Linked DNA regions of Zea mays: region 1 is linked to region 2. Evidence: chromatin contacts called from public Hi-C data. All regions are on one chromosome and are shown on one strand. Each heading gives the region's core, a stretch centred on a gene start, on an enhancer-like site or on the middle of the called end of the contact. The rest is flanking DNA. Distances are from core to core; before and after follow the strand shown.

The links. A called contact is a pair of places that touch in the nucleus more often than the background predicts.
Region 1: a Hi-C map of leaf shows a contact between it and region 2, with 4 times the contacts expected there. The contact joins the promoter of LOC100383384 here to the enhancer-like site in region 2. A contact is called at or near these places in 9 of 25 Hi-C or Micro-C datasets (bundle sheath, ear, leaf and 1 more).

The regions. Positions count from the first base shown.
Region 1 is chr5:163,837,230-163,840,155 of Zm-B73-REFERENCE-NAM-5.0, forward strand. It overlaps LOC100383384 (MACPF domain-containing protein), which reads left to right and starts at 1,597. Exons shown (of 7, transcript NM_001176039.1): 1 at 1,597-2,089. The coding sequence starts at 1,850.
Region 2 is chr5:163,764,370-163,767,226 of Zm-B73-REFERENCE-NAM-5.0, forward strand. No RefSeq gene overlaps it. Among protein-coding and RNA genes, the nearest start is that of MIR529, 6.8 kb to the left of the region's middle. Within about 2 kb of position 1,257, at least 4 of the 20 cell types and tissues checked have an H3K27ac peak or open chromatin away from gene starts, as enhancers often do. A contact at or near this core is called in leaf, where this site is marked.

The DNA.
Region 1 (2,926 bases), core at 347-2,846, 73 kb after region 2:
AGGGAGGTATGAACTTGGCTTATGGTGGGGCCCACCTCCAATAGTGATTGTGGTGGATGTCTGATGTGTGCTCAGGTGAGTGCACATGGTTTTGCTAGAGCAACTCTTCACACTGAGATGTTATTTTAAAGTCTGCAACATGACACTTCATTTCAACAGCTTGACTTGTATGACAATGTTGCTTTATGACAATGGATGTAAGTGGGGGCTTACTAGAGCGTACAATCATCAAGAAGGCTAGATGCGAGCTTGTGGTTTCTTCACGCAAGTTTCTCACTATGGATGGTGTCGGTTCCTTCCGTCTGGACATGAATTGTTGTGGTTAGGCATCATCAACTTGTTTGGGATGAAATTTACTGTGGTGTACAATGAGCTCAGGCTAGTGCTGGAGGTCGCTAGAAGAATGACGAGATAGCATATGTAAGTTATGGCTTATGTAATTTTGTTGTTGTGTAACCTCACATACTTATTGAGTGCACCCCACATAAACTAGTATAAATCTTTACGTTTTGTTACCTCTTTCGTGTTAGAAGCATCACTAGTGCTAGAAACACTTACGATATGTGTCAATTTTCTTTGTTTTCGTTTACATTTAAAAGAATCATCACACATGCCTTGGTTGTAACGATTCAAAATAGATACGCTTATATCGACTTCTAAAGTTGGTATAATTGTAGCTACTTGGAGGTAGAGGTACAACTCTGTATTGCCACTTTATGAGTGGCAACCATACAAAACGGTTTAGGACATCTAAACTTTTTAAAACCCACATAACCAAATCATCCACGCACCCATAGGCTACTATAAATTCATCAAATAAATTGCATCCACACATAACATACAGATCGCTAGGTAATATCCTCTCTTTCTCAAATACGATGATCAATATTAATTGGATCATCTTTCCTTCCTCATCTCTCACACATATAGGGAGTGTTTGAATGCACTAAAACTAATAGTTAGTGGCTAAAATTAGTTGAGGCATCCAAATACCCTAGCTAATAGTTCAGCTATTAGCTATTTTTGTTAAATTAGGTAATAGTTAGGTAGCTATTTATTAGCTAGCTAATTCTACTATCAATTTTTAGCTAACTAACTATTAGTTTTAGTGTATTCAAACACCCCATAGTAACATCTGCCTCCCCGCTACCTTGTCGTTTCGTCCCCTCACTCACGATACCGCCGCTGGCCCCTTTCCTTTCTTAAGACTGGCACGGGCGTGTCAACTAGTGTGCCAACTAGTAGGCTAAAAAACACTAGTTTTGACTACTGATGAAATTGTTCGATGGAAAATTTGAAGCCTGAAAGTTTTTTTATTATAGCCTGAAGATGGTGTGGGGTTTATTGCACAGCCTGTAACAGGCCACCATCCCTCTAGACCGCAGCCGTCAGCAGAAGGACCGGGACCGCGCCGTTGCGGCGGCGAAAACCGCGCAAACCACGCGCCCGCTGCCGATCCTCCGATCCGATCCATCCGCCCGGCTCGTTGGTTTTCATTTCGTGTCGTGTCGGACCCGGCGACCCCAAAGCCAGTGGCACTGGCAATAGGCAATAGCGGCATTCTTCTCTTGGTTTCCTTCCCGCTTTCCCCTACCACTGCGGGCCCCACGTGCCGCATTCCCACCGATCCCCGTCCTCCTCCTTCGTCCGACCTTTTCATAGTCAAACCTTCCCTCTTCATCTTCTTCTTCTGTCCTATATTCCGTTGAAGTCGAAGAGAGGCATGCGCTCGGGAGGTGGTTGGCTGCTTCATCATAGTCCGTAGCCGCCTGCGAGGCCCTTCATATCTTAGAAGAGGAGGAGGAGGAGAAGAAGAGCAGGGAGAGGAGCCAGGCGCGCCTCTGCAGCGATGGAAGTGGCGGACGAGGTGGTGCGGGTGCTCGGCGCCGGGTTCGACCTCACGTCCGACTTCCGCCTGCGGTTCGCCAAGGCCAGCGAGGGGCGGCGCCTGGTGGAGCTCGGCGAGGACACAAGGGACGTGCCGCTCCCCGGCGGCGGCGGGGCCACGCTCCGCGGGGTGCCGCGCGACGTCGGCGTCGACAAGGGCGACCGCATCCGCTTCCGCTCCGACGTCCTCGAGTTCAATCAGGTGCGCACCACGCCCCGCGCGCGTTCTCCTCGCCGTGCTCCCTGCCCGCTTCCACTCCACTTCCAGCGCGCCGCGTCATCGGACGGAGCTGCTGCTGGGCTGGCTGCCCCTGTTTTGCCCCGCGGGTTGCGGTTGTGATGCCGTGATTGGACAGGGGGGGGGGGGGGGGGGCGATCGGATGGGATTGGATTTCGTCACGCCTTTGTGTGGTCTTGTTCGTTTTTGTTGCGTCCGCAGCATCGCGAGAGCTGAACCAACAACAGCTCATTCATGCATGGTTGAAGCGCTTGGACTGGAGACGGCGTGTGCGATTCACCTTCTCGTATCGTAGCTCGGCTTTGCCAGATTTTGGACGGAACCGCGTTTCCTGTCTCGCTGATTGCTTCAAAATACCCATTTGGTTCGGGCGTCAAAATTTATCTTTGCCTTTCAACTGTTTCATCTTTTTCTTCTTCTCTTATTCAAAAAAAAAATAACATTTTTGTGCTTGATGACGCGTTATGACAGTCATGTTTCTCGTTCGCATGATATGTCAGTCAACTAATCCAAGTCCTGTACTTAAAGCTCAATCCGCATCATCAACAACAGTTGTCGAAGCGACACCGTTTTCTTTTCTTTTGCGTGGGGGCACAGATTCGATGATAGTATACTGGAGTACGTGGCAGTAGCTGTAGCTAGTATGCCTGCCCCACCAGCTAGTCCACCACCAACCGCGTAACTTTCCTGGGCTGTTGAGCATCGGGATCGAGCTGCTACTGCCCTCCATTCAAACGCCGGGGAATGTCTGGCGTCCTCGAATGATCCTGCTGATCCGTTTTTGCTGCGTGCCTGATGCCT
Region 2 (2,857 bases), core at 7-2,506:
AGGAGCAACAACAACGCTTACAACAGATATGGTTGATGTCTTATGCTACATCAAGGATTGGGAGCTTATAGACAAGCATATGCAAAACACTAGAGACCGGGAAGCTTCAATCAACCTTTGAGAACATGTACCTTGGTGTTGAAGTGAGTAGCAAGAACAAGGACAAGGAGAAAGAAGGGGCAACATGAGCTGGAAGAGCTTGAAAAGGGGGTTGTTTACTCATATGTTTACTAAACTATTGATGTAATGAACTTCATGAGTCTATTGACACTTGAACATTTGGGAGTTGGATGTACTCTTATTCTTGCTAGGATCTTCTCATGAGGTGTGGGATTTTATCTAGTAAGGTTTTTAATGAGGCAGCATTGCACTAAAAACTCCAATAATTATTGAGTTGAATAAGTTTTCACTACTTGATCTTGCTTTTCGACTCTTGTGATCTTCATATGAAATGTTTGAGATTTTTGTCTACTTATATATACAGTGACAATGTGTCTATCGAGCCCATAGGCGACATGGCCTGGTTAAGCCCACCGGGCTTGTTGAGGGTCTACTTGTGCGAAGGCCCTCAAAATAATAAAATCATAGCCATCTTTGGGTTTGTTTCAGGAGTAATAAATTAATCTTCGTCATGAAAGCATCCGTAGTGTATAAGAAGAAGGTGGCAGCTTCGGCATTACAACTTGGACGAAGCGTGATGAAGCGCCCGAAATCCGAAGCACATAACCCAGAGGACAAAGGGAAGCCCAAGCGACGTGCGCAACACGCTTCCATGAGGAAAAGACAACTACACCCTCATCAGTCTTTATAGATCATATGTATATGATTTGGGAATATAAATGTAATTTTATACGAAGGTGTACGTCATGTCGTCTCTATAAATAGTAGTACAATGTCCATGTATAGGGGCCCCGAGCAATTGACTGAAATATTGTTGAATTGCTCTGCATCCGAAGCTCTTGAATCCAAGACATTCTTGTATCACCTTTAAGTATCCGAAGGTATCTTTGTAAACTCATGTGAATGGTAAAAAATATAAGAAATATGAATCACTATTCATGTATTGTTGCATTTCTATGGATCCTCGTAAAATATTTGTATCTATCTTAACCTTCTCCTTGTAATTTACTTACGTTATCACTTGGTATATCAGAAGGAGAAGGAATCATATTACCTTAATCGTGTTGTCTTGTTCTAGTTCTCTTATGGGCTACAATCACGACACGGCCCATATAACTCATATTTATGGTCCTTAATTTGATCAGGCCGGACTGGACTGACACGCAATTCGTATCAGGCATAGTCGTGCTCAGGTAATGTTAGCCCGGTCCGTCCATTTAAACATATATAGTTAAAGAGGTATCGTAGCCATCGCTTCGTTTGTTTGTGTAGTATATGAATGTCTAGAATTTGAGACAAATGTTCATCTCAGGGACTACTATTCCGTCCTCGATCGTTTGCTGATGGGCTCGTTCAATCTCTCTTCGTCCAAGAATTAAACATATATAGGTATGTGCCCGTGCGTTGCGACGGCGTATAAATTATTCGATAAATATTAATGCACAATAATTACATGAGAACGAACAACATATATATCATCAACCCCATATCTCACAAATTGACACTAATGACATGAAATTTGTGCGCAATTCAAATAGTGTCGGCGACCATAATTAGGGGTACCCCCAAGACTCCTAAACTCGGCTGGTAATCACCATCAGCACAAGCTGCAAAAGCCTGATGGGCGCAATTCAGGTCAAGGCTCCGTCCACTCAAGGGACACGATCTCGCCTCGCCCTGAGCCCAGCCTCGGGCAGGAACAGTAGACCCAGGTGGATTCACGCCTCGCCCGAGGGCCTCCCCAAGCAACAGGTGCACCTTCGACTCGCCCGAGGCCCAGCTCGGGCAGGTTTCGCAGTGAAGCAACCTTGGCCAGATCGCCTCGCCAACCGACCGTATCGCAGGAGCATTCAATGCAAGGATCGCCTGACACCTTATCCGGACGCGCGTTCCTCAGTCGGCAGGGCCGAAGTGACCGCAGTCACTTCGCCCCTCCACTAACTGACCTGATAGGAAAACAGTGTCGCCTGCCCTGCTCCGACTGCTGTGCCACCCGCCAGGCTGAGGCTGACAGCAGCCGAGTCCAGCCTCAGGTGCCATAGGAAGCTCCGCCTCGCCCGACCCCGGGGCTCGGCCCCCGCCTCGACCTCGACCTCGGAAGACGGTCTCCGCCTCGCCTGACCCTAGGGCTCGGCCCCCGCCTCGACCTCGGAAGACGATCTCCGCCTCGCCCGACCCCAGGGCTCGGCCTCAACCTCGACCTCGGAAGACGGTCTCCGCCTCGCCCGACCCTAGGGCTCGGCCTCAACCTCGACCTCAGAGGAGTCACCGCCTCGCCCGACCTTGGGCTCGGACCAACCACGCCACAGGGGGGTACATCATTACCCTACCCCTAGCTAGCTCAGGCTACGGGGAACAAGACCGGCGTCCCATCTGGCTCGCCCGGGTAAACAAGTAATGATGGCACCCCGCGTGCTCCCATGACGACGGCGGTTCTCAGCCCCCTACGGAAGCAAGGAGACGTCAGCAAGGTCCCGACAGCCCCGACAGCTGTGCTTCTACAGGGCTCAAGCGCTCCTCCGACGGCCATGACATCACATGCACAGGGCACTAGCACCTCTCCGACAGCCACGTCGGCATGTACATAGGGCTCTGGCTCCTCTCTGCCGGACACGTTAGCATATTGCTACACCCCCCATTGTACACCTGGACCCTCTCCTTACATCTATAAAAGGAAGGTCCAGGGCCCTCGTACGAGGAGGTGGCCGCGAGGGAGGACGGGCTGACGGGCAGGCTC